2 separate regions of the Mus musculus genome follow, and region 2 is linked to region 1. The links are chromatin contacts, called in public promoter capture Hi-C maps. All regions are on one chromosome and are shown on one strand. The core of a region is the stretch at or near the end of the contact, and the rest is flanking DNA. Distances in the headings are between cores, read along the strand shown. Region 1 holds the start of Coq8a (coenzyme Q8A). Region 2 holds the start of Lbr (lamin B receptor).

Evidence for each region. Promoter capture Hi-C pulls out the DNA fragments that hold promoters and counts their contacts.
Region 2: a contact with region 1 is called in a promoter capture Hi-C map of pre-B cells, with 4 times the contacts expected there. The contact joins the promoter of Lbr here to the promoter of Coq8a in region 1. A contact is called at or near these places in 2 of 39 promoter capture datasets (erythroid cells and pre-B cells) and 1 of 484 Hi-C or Micro-C datasets (B cells).

Annotation. Positions count from the first base shown.
Region 1 is chr1:180,191,856-180,199,531 of GRCm38.p6, forward strand. Coq8a (coenzyme Q8A) reads right to left here and starts at 4,165. Exons shown (of 15, transcript NM_023341.3): 1 at 4,018-4,165.
Region 2 is chr1:181,839,419-181,847,094 of GRCm38.p6, forward strand. It overlaps Lbr (lamin B receptor), which reads right to left and starts at 2,983. Exons shown (of 14, transcript NM_133815.2): 1 at 2,870-2,983.

The DNA of each region.
Region 1 (7,676 bases), core at 2,915-5,414:
AGGACATATCACCAGCCCAGTGAACAGCAGGTCTTCTAGCTCCTGGGCACTTAACAAACTGCAGGCTGACAGACAGACTGACAACAAAGATCGGTTTCCAGCTTCAGCTTAAATACTATGTTTGACCTCCAGGCCACCGGGACCAGTGTGGCTCCTGGGACCAGTGTGGCTCACTTCCTCATGCATAAATCAAGACAGTGTGACTTACCCTCAGAGGACAGAATGAAGACAAGGAACCCCACAGAGCTCTTTCTGAAGTGGTCTTTTCAGATTTAACCAGGTCTGGAGAGAATAACTCTTAAAGGAATTCGGAAGAATTCATGTAGATATTCTATGAAAACAGCAGGGGAGGTACAGCCCTGTGCTGACTTCACACAGATGCGAGCAGAAAGTCTATATGCCTCAGGGAAAGCCCAGTGAGGTACAGGGGTAGAAAACAGGGAAACATCTCTCTGGTGTAAACACACATACTCTCTTGCATACACACTCTTACAAACACACTACACACACACACCTTTCTGCTGTAAACAAACACACACTCATGCACAGACACACACAAACATATCTGCTGTAAAACTAACTCCTCTCTCTCTCTCTCTCTCTCTCTCTCTCTCTCTCTCTCTCACACACACACACACACACACACACACACAGAGCGCTTTCCCTCTCAGTACCCTCGGGATTCCCTGTCCCTCCCACACTGAGCCCAGGACCTACTCCCTCTGTAACAACCCCATTGCTCCTTCTACTCTAGAACATGAGTGATGAGATATGAACCTTCAAATCTTGGTCCCTCATCTCAGACCCTCTCTCCCAGGCCTTTCTTGTGCATGTCCTCTTTTAGATAAGCCCTTCCTCTCAATCCCTCAATTCATGCCCAGCCTCCCTGCACCAAACACAGGGAAGCACCTGCAGACTCTGTTCTCCTAGGAAGAGAGCACACACACCCGCACACCCCGCTGCCCCTCTGTGACATCGGAAGGGCAAGCCAGTGGGACTCCTCAACCGACCTCCACCTCAACTGCACTTCCTGTCGGCCTCACACATTCCCACAACTCTCCCCTCAACTTCCTTCATCAAAATCTCTTCACCCGTTCCACAGTCTGCAGCTGAGCAGCTCACACAGGTCCTGGCCCTCCTGCTTCCCCACTCTGTACTGTCTGCTGGGCTGCTTCCTTCTGTCCTTGAGCTATTCAAGGCTTCCCCATGCTCAAGGCAGGTAGACTCTCTGATCCGAGTGGCCCACATCTGCACTGCACACCCATCCCAGGCCTACAGGCAGCCCCAAGGCACACACGGGAACTCTGAAGGCTGATGAAACTACTCTAACTTTGACTGTGCTTGTGGTTAATGATTTTTTTTCAATTGTGTGGAATATGGGTGTACTTAGTGCATGCAAATTTTATCTTAATAAAAAAGGATAGAATAAAATAGTTCCAAAGCCACTCAGCCCCATTATGTCTGATACTAACATCGTCACCTTCCCCCAAGTTAGTTCCTTCTCTTATGACCTCTATTTCCAGTACTGACACCATTACACAACTTCTTCACCATCTAGAACTCTGACCCACATATCCTACCTGTATATATTCAGTCCACACGCTGAGTTCTATGGTCCCTCTGATTCTACTACCTGTGACTCAGGTCACCCTGTCCTTAAAGGCTGCCCCTCCCACCCCTTCACGCCCATTCCCATCATACAACCAACTAGAGAAGAAGCAGGATCTTTGAGCGCCCCCGCCACTACCTCCTTTCTCACTGGCTCTCCCCAGTTCTTGACTGTTAACAGGAATGTTAGAACTATTCCCAGTTGCCAAGCCAAAACAACACTTATAATATTCCTGTCTAATTTTGCACACGGCTCTGGTTTCGACTGGCAAAGAGAATGACTCAGGGTCCGTGGCTCTTAACGGAAAATTATCCTGCCAAGCTGTGAGCCTCCCAATAATAAACCTCTCTTAAGAAGGAAGTGACTTCCCTTCCAGGTCTTTTTCTGTGGGTAACAAAGGGCACCCCAAAACCCCTACTTGGAATGCTCCTCCTTCCCCAGCTGCAGAATCCTGGCACATTCCCACAAAAATACAAATTCACTGCAAAGGCTTCGGATATTTTTCTTTTCCAGTGCATCATCTTTCATCTTCTCCGAACAGCCATCATTTTAGGACTTAATACTAAATTCTAGGTTCCACAGAAAGCAAAATGTAGACCCAAAAGCAAAGCCTCTCACTCTACACAAAAGAAGAACTGGACCATGGTTTCTGGTGCTAATCAACAACAAATGCATTCTGCAAACTGCGTGTGTGCAGACACTGCACGGAAACACCTGCATGTGTGTGCATGTATACGTGTGGTGTGCAGCCAGACACTCCCTGCAGACACAGGCATGCTCTCCTTCCACATTACAACACACGCACATGGCTAAGCAAACTGCGTGGATAAGAACAGTGCGCCCTCAGAAAGTCTCTTAGCCAGCATTTAGCGCCCACTTGTTTGCTCACCGTTGAAGAACCATCCTATGGTGGTTCCCTGTGCTAACCCGCCAAGGCTCCCAATGTTCCTAGGGGCAGAAACTACCAGTTTTCCACATCTTCATAATTTGTGCCTACTTAGTCACATTCATCAGGCACAAAGGCCCAGGGTTTCAGCCGCCAAGTCTCCCTCAGAATGTTTCACCCCTACCACCCAGTGCACTCAGGGTTTCACCTTTAAAGCCCCCACCGAATGCCTTCCACCATTTGTTTACAGCAGTGACTGTAACACTGTCTTAAACTTCCCAACTACTTGTGGGCAAGTTGCACAGAGGTCCTGGCAGCATGGGGTGACCCTGTCTAGAGTCCTGCCTGCATAGTTCTCAACCAAATTTGCTCTTGGGGGTATTTTGCAATGTCAGGGGACATTTTCAGTTGTCACAATTGGTGGGATTGGGTGGCCGTGGGGGTGTCACTATTTGTCTAGTAGTACAAGCCAGGGATTCAGCTACACACCCTGCATAAGATAAGCAGGCACAGTAAACAAGATTAGGTCCAACATGTTAATAGTCTGGAGTTGGGAAGTTCTGTCTCAGGTGGTTCATTAGCTCAGAGAATGCACAGATTGCCTGCCTCGCTTTTGCTTTGTGTCACCTGGTCCACAAGTGGTCACAATTCAGCTGTCTTCATTATTCACAAGGCTAAATATAGCATCCAAAGCTACCCTCGGAGTCGTACAGACACTGCTCTTGTAAGCCAACAAACCCCTCTAGCCTCTTCTCAGAAGTGCCTTCCTCACTCCAAATGTTTCCCAACAACCTCCCTGCCAGCATGGCCGCCAGCCACAGCACAACTGGATGTCTGTCATGATCACTAGTCCAAATCCTCCGGCAAGAAGGTTGGCCTGACACACCCCAGCTCCAGAGTCCCGTTCCACAGACACCAAGTCCAAGTGAGCCTAAATCAATTTTCTACAGTGCTGCAAGCCCAACCCAGATTGGATGTCTGCACACAGCCTCTGCCCCTTCAGGCTGCCTAGCCAATGAAGGGTCCCAGAACCCAGACCCGCCCCTACAGCGTTCTCCCTCTGTCCCCTCACACTCTGAAGGTGGCTTGGTTGAGTTATGTGACAGCTTCTGTGCAAGAGAGTGCAGGAGCTGTCAAAACTGGTAGTGTGGCCATCAGTGTCTGGGAAAAACAAGAGGACGGACCAAAAAGAAACGAAGAAAAAGGAACAAGGAAGGGACTTCTTCCCAGACTTCACCCCAGCCGTGAAACCCAACAGCTGGCTCGGGCTTAGAAGTTGTAGTTCTGACACAAACTGCAGCCAGAGCACACAGTTCGAGGGTCTGAGAGTTCAGAACATTATTGGGAGAAAGGCAGCCACGTGCGTGGACGACGCAGAGGCCACAAGCAACCCTCTGCTCGCTGAGCCAGACCCGGGTCGGGAAAGGGCTGCACCGTACGCAGGCCGCACTGTCACTTGAAAGTATAAGAAGGGACCCCGGGGTGCTGAGGTTAGCAGCGGGCCGGCAGGCGACAGCCTTACCGGGCTGCAGGAAGGTAGCTCCTCCGTCCGCAACGCAACGCCTCCGCGCGCTCGCCCCGCTGCGAGCGCTCCGCACACTCTCCGCTTCTGTTTACCTTCTAGCCCGGGTGCGCACGCCGCGCTCCGCTTGCCCCGCCTCCGAGCCCTCCCATTGGCTGAGCCGCTGTTTGTTAGCTGCCCCGATGCCACAGGACGCAGTGGGAGCGTGCTTACCGCGTGCGCAGCTCACAGCCAATAGGGACTGAGGGTGGAATAAAAGCAACCAATGAGAGGCCGCCCTTGAAGGCCGCGGTCCCTAATCTGCCTGTTAGCTGTCTTTTCTCCCGGGCAGGGAAAAAAGCCTGCAGTTGTTCTGCGCCTGCGTTCTGAAGATTGACAAGCGTTCACCTGGCAGCCACGTGAGGGTCGCCTGGGTACCGACGCTAGCTCAGCTTCCTAGGGGTCGGGCCGGGAAGACCTCAGAAGTTTTGATGGGACCACAGAGGAACCCCCCAGGCCCCCGCCCCAGGACCTAGACTAGGCCCGGGTTGGTTTTTTGGTTTGGTTTGGTTTGGTTTGGTTTTTTGCCATGTGATGAGGCTTCTGCCTGGGTTCCTCCAAAAGCACTTGGCCTAGGGAAGTGTTATGGCGCTGACACCAAAGTTCTATACCCTTCAGCTCTGTATTTAGACTAATTGTGCTTGCTTATTATGAGCGCCAATAAAAAAACAATCCTTTTCCAAGGTGAAAAACAGCCCTGAGGAGTGCACTCAACACACACAACATTGACCCACAACATCCCTAAGGGACTGCTGACCCAGAAAAGATAGGGTTGCGACAGGTCCATGCCACCTTTGTACCAAATGGGAGAAAATACCTAGCCTTGGGGCCTTTCCAAGATGCTTCCGTGCCAGCTCAGCCCTTTCGCCCAGCAATGCTAGGCCAGCTTCCCTCTAACGAACCTAAGACAATCGCTCGCTTCTCCCATGGTTTATTTTCCGTTTTTCGACAGATTGATATGATTTGGACCATGTTTCAAACAAAACAAAACAAAAACTCTGAAAGTATTCTCTATGCTTACTGTCTCCACTTCTTTTTCCATCCTTCTCCACAAAATCAATCTAATAAGGCTTCGATAGTTCGGATCTTGAATATTTTTTCCTCAAAGACCACTTTGGTCCCAAAGGGAAGTAGGCATAGGGAGGCTGTCAAACATTTAGGAAGTATGGCCTGATGAAAGAAAGTCACATCACTGAGGTTGTGACTTTATAGGGAATATTAGGACCTGGGAGCCTTCTCTGCTCCCATGAGAAGCCAACAGCTACCATGAGGTGAGCAGCTCTGCCCACTACACCATCCTACCATGACTTGCTGCTTCATGAGAGACCCCAAAGTCACAGCCCAATGGACCAAGGCCTAAATAAATCTTTCCTATTTCTAAGTTGGTTATCTTGAGTATTTTGCTGCATTATAGAAAGCTAAGGCTTTTCTGTTTAAAATACAGGCTTTAAGCATGCAGATTGCTAGTCTGATCAAAACTGAGATGGGCTCTGCCATTATTTCTTGAGTCTCTCTGCCCAGGCTTATTTCTCCAAGACTCCCACTGTCTGTACTCCTATCCTTGGTGTTAGTCCCTGGGGTTGACGCTCTATTCATTTTCCTTCTTTTCCAAGCTGGGATAATGTCCATGGACTTATTTCCAGGGGTGGTCTTTCCCCAGCCTGCTCGGCTCCACAGGTAAACTAGTCACTTCACTCACCGTGGGTTTCAACCCCAACACATCTTATTATTCTTATTGTTTCCTTGTGTCTCTATTTTGGGGCACATCATTCTCCTACTTTTGTCTTGGTTTATTTTTTAGACATGCTTCCGATCAGTTCTTTGAATGTTTTTGAAATAGATGATCTAAGGGTTTTGCCTAGATAGTTAGCCCAGGATCTTTTTTTATTTCCTCTGTGTTTATTACTGTAGCTCTGTGTGTCTTGTACTGCTGTTAAAATCTGGCTATCTTAACACAACATGGCATCTTTGGAAATCAGATTCTCCCCAGGAGCCCTTATAATTGTTGTTTAGTAACTTTTCAAAACTAATATGGGAAGTCTGTGGGGTGTGTGTGTGTGTGTGTGTGTGTGTGTGTGTATTATGTGTGTGACTATTAACACATCTACTTGGCTTACTGATCAGGTAAGAGGATGGACACAGATTTTCCTAAATGCCTGGAACCAGCAAGTTACCTGCCTCATACCACTGGTTGCTTGTTGGGGCCTGCCTTCAACACTCAGCCAAAAGGTTGACAACTCTACCTTAACCTAAACTTCCTGCTTGCACAATCTCTGGGGCACTCAGAGGTGAAGGCTAAGGGCCTCCGCCAGTTCTTCCTGACCGTAGCATGGCCCAAGCACAAGCATATGTGGACATGTCAGTCACTTCAAGATTTTGATTAGTCTGTGTTTACCCAAACTACGGAAGACAGCTGAGCTACACAGTTAAAGATGGTTAAGGCTTAAGTAAAAATGAGGACTCTTTAAGGGGGCCCTCCTTTTACCCCCAGGTCGTCAAAGGATGGCAGTTTTGTAAGGAGAAGGCTTCATATTCCCAGCTTCGTTTTGCTCCCTGAGGTGGTAGCCTGGATGCCCCAGGGATGCAGGTTGTTGTTTTCAAGACCTCCATGCAGCTGGTGTGAGTAAGGGGCTAAGAATAGAGCAAGCTGAAAACTCTAGTTTGCTACAAACATTCTGTGAGTTGCCAAAGTTTGAAGAAGAAGAAGGAGGAGAAGGAGGAGAAGGAGAAGAAGGAGAAGAAGAAGAGGAGGAGGAGGAGGAGGAGGAGGAGGAGGAGGAGGAGGAGGAGGAGGAGAAGAAGAAGAAGAAGAAGAAGAAGAAGAAGAAGAAGAAGAAGAAGAAGAAGAAGAAGAAGAAGAAGAAGAAGAAGAAGAAGAAAAGATTCAGTTTTCGCCAGCTTCTCTGTTATCTCTGTGGAGGACAGACATTCCATGCCTTCGCCATTTTCCACCTCCTTAGTAGAGTTCTTTGGCTTAACCCTTGAATATCATCCACCTTGACACTCATCCCCTGCCCTTTGGCTGTCAAACTATTGAAACGATAAACCTCAAGAAGCTGAAATTTCCCCCAGGAGTCTATGCTGGGTGAGGGAAAAGGATGAAGCCTGTTGCCAGCCAGAGGGAGAGTTTGTCTCCTGGAAGACACACAGTTCTGACAGTGCAGTTCCACTGTCTTAGTTCCATGCAGAAGAGGCTGGAACTAAGACAGTGAAGAACAGGACCACACTTGACAGGAGAGCTTAGTTCTGCACAGCTAGGCATTCTATTCAAACCTAAACCTCATGTCAGGAACCTGAAGACTGACTGGGGGTGGGACTGGACCATACCCTTGAGACCACACTGAATACATCTTTTCTGCTTTGCACTAGATGTTTAATTAGCCTGTTGACTAAGACTAGCTTGTTAAGGTTGCCCAGCCCAGGCTCTGACCCCAACAACTCAACACTTCTAAGAACCAGTCATATCTTCCACTGCTGAGACCCGAAACCTTGTCATCCTTGACACCTGCTTCCACCCCACCTCGCATCAAACCCAGCCTGTCTTCGAGCTGACTGCTGAGTCAACCAGTTCTTACCTCAGCATCACAGATGCCCTGAGCTAAGCCAGCATCATTTAGCAC
Region 2 (7,676 bases), core at 1,733-4,232, 1.6 Mb after region 1:
AGCTAACGTGTGCACCTCTCCAGCCCACAGCTGACACCTACTCCAACTGTAACATCTTTTACCGCTGTTTCAAAACATGGCCCATGAAACCTTCAATACTTCAAGAAACCACAACTTTCAAGAATTATCATTTACATGAGGTAATATCAAATGATGGCTGTGCTAGGAGCTCTCTGAGGTGTTATTTCTCACTCCGGTGACCAACAGATCCACAGGATAAAAGCCAGTGCTCTGATACCAATGATAAGATAAGCAAGCAGCAGACAGAAAGACTCCTTCACCTGCTGAGCAAGTCTCCATACATCACCCAAGCACACAAAGACACACTCCGGAGGCCAAGAGCTGGTTATGCAACTCTACAGGAACGCTAAAGACTCTTGCAGACTGTGGAATTAAGGAGAAAGTTGCATTACCTACCCCTCCCAAGAAAGTCTTTCTAAATAACATTTCTTCACTGTTAATCCCCTGAAGGAAAAAAAAACAAAAAACAAAAAAAGACTTCCCAAGCTCCATCTGTTTAGACAGACAACAGATGAAAGAAAACGAAAGTGCTTATCTGGTGATAAGAGGTTCATTACTGAGCCTGCCTCAGTCCCCCTAACTTGTGAGATAGCATCTCTGGGATAAGGAGTATGCTTGGGAGCTGTAGGAATGAAGTCAGACTGGCAGAAGCGACCATGAGGGCCCTCGGGAAGCAGGAGAGCACTGGCTCACATCTGCACAAGGAGGAGGGGCACAAAAAAGGAAGGTGACAACAGAAAACTCTGTCCATTTCAACACTCAGTTCCAAGTTGCCCGGGACAAAGAGGAAGGAAATGTGCTGGGCTTCCTTCTCTGAATCCCCACCTCTCTTCCTCCCCAGATCAATTAGGTTCTCCTACTCTTTCCAAAGTTTGAGAAAGCCCACAATGTCTTTCTATATGAAGGTGCCAGTAGGATCTCAAACAACACTTCAAAAACTTGCAATAGGAGCACTTTGTGGCTTGGGGACCGCCTGCATCTTTAAAAGGCCCTGGAACAGATTTATTCTGAACTATCAGAAGCATCCAATCCTTGCCATTCATCCCATCCAGGTACTAACCACGTCTGATCCTGTTTGGCTTCAGAGATCTGATGAAATCCAGAGGATTAGAATGGTATGGCCCTAGACTCACTGCTGTTTCTCTACTGCATCTTGAAGACACCACATTAACTATGAGTCCAACAAAGAACACAAGTCAAAGTTTAAAAAAAAAAAAATTCTATTACTTATTAAATAGTAGGTAATACATAATCAAGGCACCCAGTAGATATTTGAGCCTCAATTTTTCAAAAATATGCCTATAATGTGTAATATAAAATTTGATCCCCAGAAAAAAAGGGAGGAAAAGAACTGAGACTAGCAGGGCATGGTGGCTTTAATCCCATTCTTTGGGAGGCAGAGGAAAACAGACCTCTGTATGTTGAAGGTCTGCCTAGCCTGCACTGTGTTCCAGGACAATAAAGGCTGTGCAGAGATCTTGTCTCAAAAAAACAAACAACAACAACAACACAAACCATGAACTGACACTGATGGTGATATTTTATATAGCATGTGGAGAACGACCTTGTCTTAGGAGACAAAAAAAAAAAAAAAAAAATGGGCTGCCAACAAGATATGAATGCCACTTTGCACAAGATCCACACAGTCAGTGGAAACTACATAACACATCCCAAAATATTGCCCAACAGGAGATAATTATACTGGATAGGACAAGGAGGCTCCAGACTCCCGTGTATTCTTATGCACCCAAGTAACGCATAAGAGACGCACACAGGCTTCCCTAAACAAACAGGTTGTTTGCAAAGAAAAGTCACTCGCTAAACTGTACCCTCAACCACATACCGCAGAAATTCAAGAATCCTCAGGCTTTTTTCCTGTCAACCCAGATTCTTGCTAACCCGAGGGTCATTTGGCACTGAACGCCTCACATATTATGGTACAATATAACACTATGTATCAGTGTGGCCGATTTCTTTCTACGATGCTCCGGTGCGTTACTAAGATCTTTAATCGTTTCCCCCCCTCTCCCAAATTCACTTAATGTGGCAGAAAGAAAAAGCTCAAATGGTGGCTCACAGCTACCCTTTAACACCTGAGCCGGCACAGGCCTGCTAGGCAAAACGCAAACAGGAAGGCGTTCGCAGGGTCTGTGCCCCTTCAGAGCCGTGCAGGAGAAAGCTGGCTGTCCTGGCAGAGTGGCCTTTTCCCTTAATACCCAAAAGCACGCTAATCTTAACAGTCCTTACTCACTCCCGCCCCAACTCCCCAGTCAACGCTCATCATCACCCTCTCTGTCCGTATTAGGTCCTCCATCCCGCGCTTCTCTGTAGCCCCATCTTCTAACCCTCAGAGCAGCTGCTACTTTGTAGCCCCAGATCTAGTCCTGCTCCTGCACCTGAGCCACGGCCCTAGCACACCAAGTGCGCTACACAGGGCGGGCGGGCGCAACGCCAGGCCAGCCCGCCATCGCCGAAGTGCCCCGGAGCAGGCCCTCCGCACCCCAGCGCGCACTGAGTGGCCCTCGAAGCTGCTGGAGGCGCGAGGTCCGCTGTCACCGCGCAGAAGCACTCAGGAGGCCCGGATAGGCGGGACGGCGCCCTGGCAGGAGCCAGAGGCGGTTAACCCCTCCTCCGAAGGCCGCCCGCTTTCCGAGGGCCGGGAAGCCGCGGCGAGCACAGCCCAGCCCGGCCCGGCCGGGGCACCCAACGCGCGCGTCCGAGACGGGGATCGGGGGTTGTCCGCCATCCGAAACCCGCGCTCGACTTCCGGCCCGCGCGGCCCCAGCCTCGCCGGCCGCCCCGGGGAACCCGCTCTCCACACGCGGCGGAGTCCCGCGCCGACGCTCACCTGGCCGCGCTCCGGCGGGAACTCCAGCCACTCCAGGACAGTCACCAGCAGCCAGCGGCGACTCCGCGCGCGACACAGCCGGCCGCGCTCTCGCGCCCCCGAGGTCCCGCCCCTAGCGAGGCTGCCCTGAGCTCCCCATTGGTCCCTCGACCTTTTGAATCATCGCCGGCGCTGGCGATTGGTCGAGGGCCAGTGGCGCGTCCAGCCCGCCCGCTCGTGAGCGTCCGGCGTCCCCACCCGGTTTATCTCCGCAGCCCAGGCACCAAGCCGCGCTTTGGCTCGCGCCCTCCTGCGGAGCGATCTAGGCCGGCGGTCTGGGAGGAGGGTGAAGCTCGCGCGACGCCAGGCAAAAGCGTCCGCTGCTGTCACCCGGCTCTCGGTCCGTGTGTAACCTCGGGAGCCAGCGGGCCGCGCGCTTAGTCCGGCCACGGCCGAAGCCCGCGGGCTTCGCGTCCCGCCTGGACCCGACCCCAGCAGGCCCAGGCCGGAGCCCCCAAACTCCCCCCCCCCCTTACACTTGCCACCACTGGTTGTTTCCTTCCTCTCGGGTTGAGAGTTCAAAGCAGTTCGTTAAAGCTCCCTACTTCGCCGTGCTGTTTTTAAAGGTATTTCCAACATCCCTTATTAAATACATCTGAGTGTCTTCCTGCCTCGGAAGCACTGTGGGTTCAGATGCAAGGCTGAAATAAGTCTTTTCATCCGCAGCGTGGCTTCAGGTGCACAGCGCTGTCACCTTCTCAGCTACAAACGAGTGAGTAAGTGCGTGCCTCGGAGCCCTTCCTAAGAAAGAGTGCTCACCACGATTTGATTTGTCATTGCCGTTGGGGTTGCCCTGGGTGGAAATCTAAACCACAGATGTGTGCATCAAGAAACCTCTAAACGTAAAGTTTGGCAAATCCCTTAAGCTTCAGCTCTTAAAGACGAATCCTACTCCGAGTCCTGCGGCAAATAACACAGGAAAACACCATGGGAAGGATGTCGTTTGAGATAAATTCTACTAATACCAAAGACATCCTTCACTCCTCAAACCCAGAGCCAAGGTTCCGTTGGGTTCCCTCCACAGGACATATAAGCATTTTCACTTACAAAATAAAAGACCAGAGGCGGGGAAACCTTGTAAACTTTGGTTTATAGTTTCTTCAAAAGGACCAGGCCAGTGAGGCTGGAGAGCCAGCTCAGATGATAAAGAACCCTGCCTTGAAAGAATAAGAACTTTGTGAGCACTTGAGACCCTCAGCACTAAAATTAAAACAAGAGGAAGGTGCTCTCAAAAGGCTGTAACTATAATGAAGGGGACAGAGGTAGCTGGGGACAAACAGATCTCCCTGGACTCAGTTGGTAACAGCTAGGATTTTGTGAGACACCCTGTCTCAAAGAGCAAGATGTTGCGCAGTTGGAGAAAGACAACTTACACTAACCTTTGGCCTTCATGTATACACTTGCACACACACACACACACACAAATAAGCCTGTATACGAATTCAACATCATACCTTATATTCACTAAAGATGTTTGTGTGTGCAAGGCATGGGTACATACAGAACTCATTCCTGCTTTTCCTTAACATTTAACTTTAAATTTTTTAATTTTATTAATAAGTTAGAAGAGGTAAGGACATGGATCCGGACCTACTAATTAATTGTGAAAATTAGATGCAGCTGTTCATTGGGAAACGCAGCTGGCAATAATTCCTTATAACATTCTCTTATTTCAGATTCACGAAATTGCCATTTGTAATCAGTACATTCAGGTAGATGAAATGTTTGTTTGTTTTTTTAACCACATGTATATCAGTAAGTTCTTAATGGATTTTGGGTCTTTCTCTATCTAAATCTCATGGTTGCATAATTTGCAATTAGATGTGAGTTGTAGCCTCACTGCAGCCTGTTTAAACTACCAAGTTCATCTTTTTCTTTAAAAGCTAGAGGTGGAGCATAAACCCTTTACCCTTGGCCAGCCACACCCCAGCCCCTGGTAAATCAATCCTAAAGATCCCTTTCTCTGACTGTTAGCTAAGAAGTAAGCCTAAAAATATGTTTGGATGCTCTCAGAGTCCAGAAATACTTCTCTGCAGAAAAATATCCCAACTTCAGCAGGACACGGGACAGCCATGCAGAAACCCTGGCCTGCTGGAATCTGAACAGATGTGGTGGTCTCTGGACCTCCCCAGGCTTGCTCTTTATCTACCCCACCTCACCAGCTCTCCAGAAGTCTCCACAGACTGGCCGGCCCTTCCTTTGACACTCTAGAATGTTCCTCTCTTTTCCAGAGTGCAGCATCCCAGGAAAACTTCACAAAGTACTTGCCACACACAGGGCTCTGTGCCACAGGCATCCATACTCATAGAGCATAGGAAATACGTTTTATACACTTTGTATCTGTGCCCATTAAGTTCACCAGTGAGCTTGCTGACTGTGAAACTGTGTTCTGGGTGTCCTCCAACTGTCCTGGGTGTCCTCCAGAAAGCCGGGTTCTATCTCCTTGAGCTTCCTCCAGTGTGGATAAAACCTACACAGAGAAATCCTGTCTGAAGGGAAAGAAGACAAAAGACAAAAAGCATCGGAGCTCTCCTTCAGGGAAATTCTCCCCCAGCCTAGTGGATGTGTAAAACCTATACCTCGGGTGTCTCTTGCTGCTGCCGCTGGTCCTGCTGGCGTTTTCTTCAACTGTGCTAAATGGCCTTTGCTTTTTTTGTTTTGTACCCTCTTTATGTAGAGCCTCTCAGTAGGCCTTGAATTCACAATGATCTGCTTGCCTGCTGGCATTAAAACCATGCACCAGTCGGGCGTGGTGGCGCACGCCTTTAATCCCAGCACTCCGGAGGCAGAGGCAGAGGGATTTTTTAGTTCGAGGCCAGCCTGGTCTACAAAGTGAGTTCCAGGACAGCCAGGGCTATACAGAGAAACCCTGTCTCGAAAAACCAAAAATAAAAAAGTGAGAAAAATAAACCTACTGTATATCTCAAGAGGCGGTCAGGTCCTGATTCGGAATACTGTGTCAGCAGTGTATGACCCTGCTCCTCCTCCCAAAGACAGTCTCCACCCACCCATCCACCATGTGTGGAGGGAGAAGAGCTAAGGTGTGGGTGGGAGGGTCAAGCACATCCACACAGGGCCGCCATTAGTGAAGCTCTGGCTCCACCCACAGCGTGACTGAATAGTTCAACCAATGGCTACGGGGTTATGCCTTCACTTAGAATGAAGACCATTGAGATCTATCTAGCTCCCAAGATTTTTACAAACCCCACCACTAAACTACACCCACTGGGAGCCGCTGAGAGCATCGCAGCAGGAGTCGGGGTGGGGCTGGTGTCTGGTGAAGCCCTTCTGGGTGTCATTTGCATTTTTTTATCACAGTGAGTAGATACCATCTCCTTTCCTAGTGTAGAGAAAGTGAGACTCAGGGACAATAATAAAACTGACCCAGGATCACATTGAGCACATAAATACTGGGATAGAAACTGACCCGGGATCCGAGAAAGCCAAGGACCCAAAACTTCCCCTTTATCCAACCTGGGCTCAGCTGCCTCCTAACCATTGCCAAGCATCACATCTAGTACAAGGTGCCTCTGTTGTGCTGGGTGGGTGATCCCAGGTCATGAGAAAATAGCTGTGAACACCTATCCACATTTGGGAGCAGCAGACTCATCGCTGCTCTCCTCAGGGAAACTGCATTGACTTCACCCGGCCTCTCACCCTTGGGTCCCTTCCTCCCCGACTCTGACCACAGTTCCTTTCAGTTCCCCATTGTGGATCCTGGAGAACCACACATGTGCCTTCCCTTCCAGGCACTGTCACAGAATACCTACCTTATGCACAAGATCACTGTAATCTTCCTACTATTTTTAATACAATACTCAGTGTGATTAAATCTATTTTAAAATGTTTGAGGGTGATGATAAAATATTTTAAGATGAATATTAAAAGTCATAGTTGCATAATGAGTCTTCATTCATTTCTCTTCATTAACTTGAGCAAGATCATCCATTAACTGATAGTTAAACTGTATCAAGAGTGAATTCCTAAAAAAGAAACAAGAAAAAAATTCTTGCCAGGGAGGGTGGTGAAAATGCCTTTAGTCCTAGCACTTGGAAGGCGCAGGCAGGTGTGTGAGTTTGAGGCCATTCTGGTCTATTGAGAGAATTTCAAGATAGCCAGGGCTACACAGAGAAACCCTGTCTTGGAAAGAAGAAGGGAAGGAAGGATGGAAGGGAGGGAGGGAGGGAGGGAGGGAGGGAGGGAGGAAGGAAGGAAGGAAGGAAGGAAGGAAGGAAGGAAGGAAAAAAAGAGCAAAATGAAACTGAATGAATAACTGTCTTTAAAAAACCCTATTGGGAAGCTGGGCAGTGGTGGCACATGCCTTTAATCCCAGCACTTGGGAGGCAGAGGCAGGCGGATTTCTGAGTTCGAGGCCAGCCTGGTCTACAGAGTGAGTTCCAGGACAGCCAGGGCTACACAGAGAAACCCGGTCTTAGGAAGAAGGAAAAACAACAACAAAACCACCCTATTAGGGCATAATAATGCACTGAACTTTGTTATTATAATGATGTGTCAGCACATCCATGTGAAAAAAAAAGGACAACTTTTGTGGAATCCGTTTTCTCCTTCCACATGCATGTAAACTCCAGGAGTTCAACTCGGGTCACTAGACTTATGTGGGAAGGGTCATCTGAGGGCCCCGAACTATTTTATCCATAACACACATGCTGTGGTTTGGGAAGTATCCCCAAAGTTCCATGTGTTAGAACCTTGAGATGCTACTGGGGGTGGGGGAGAGCCTTTAAGAGATGGAGTCTGTGAGTTTTTA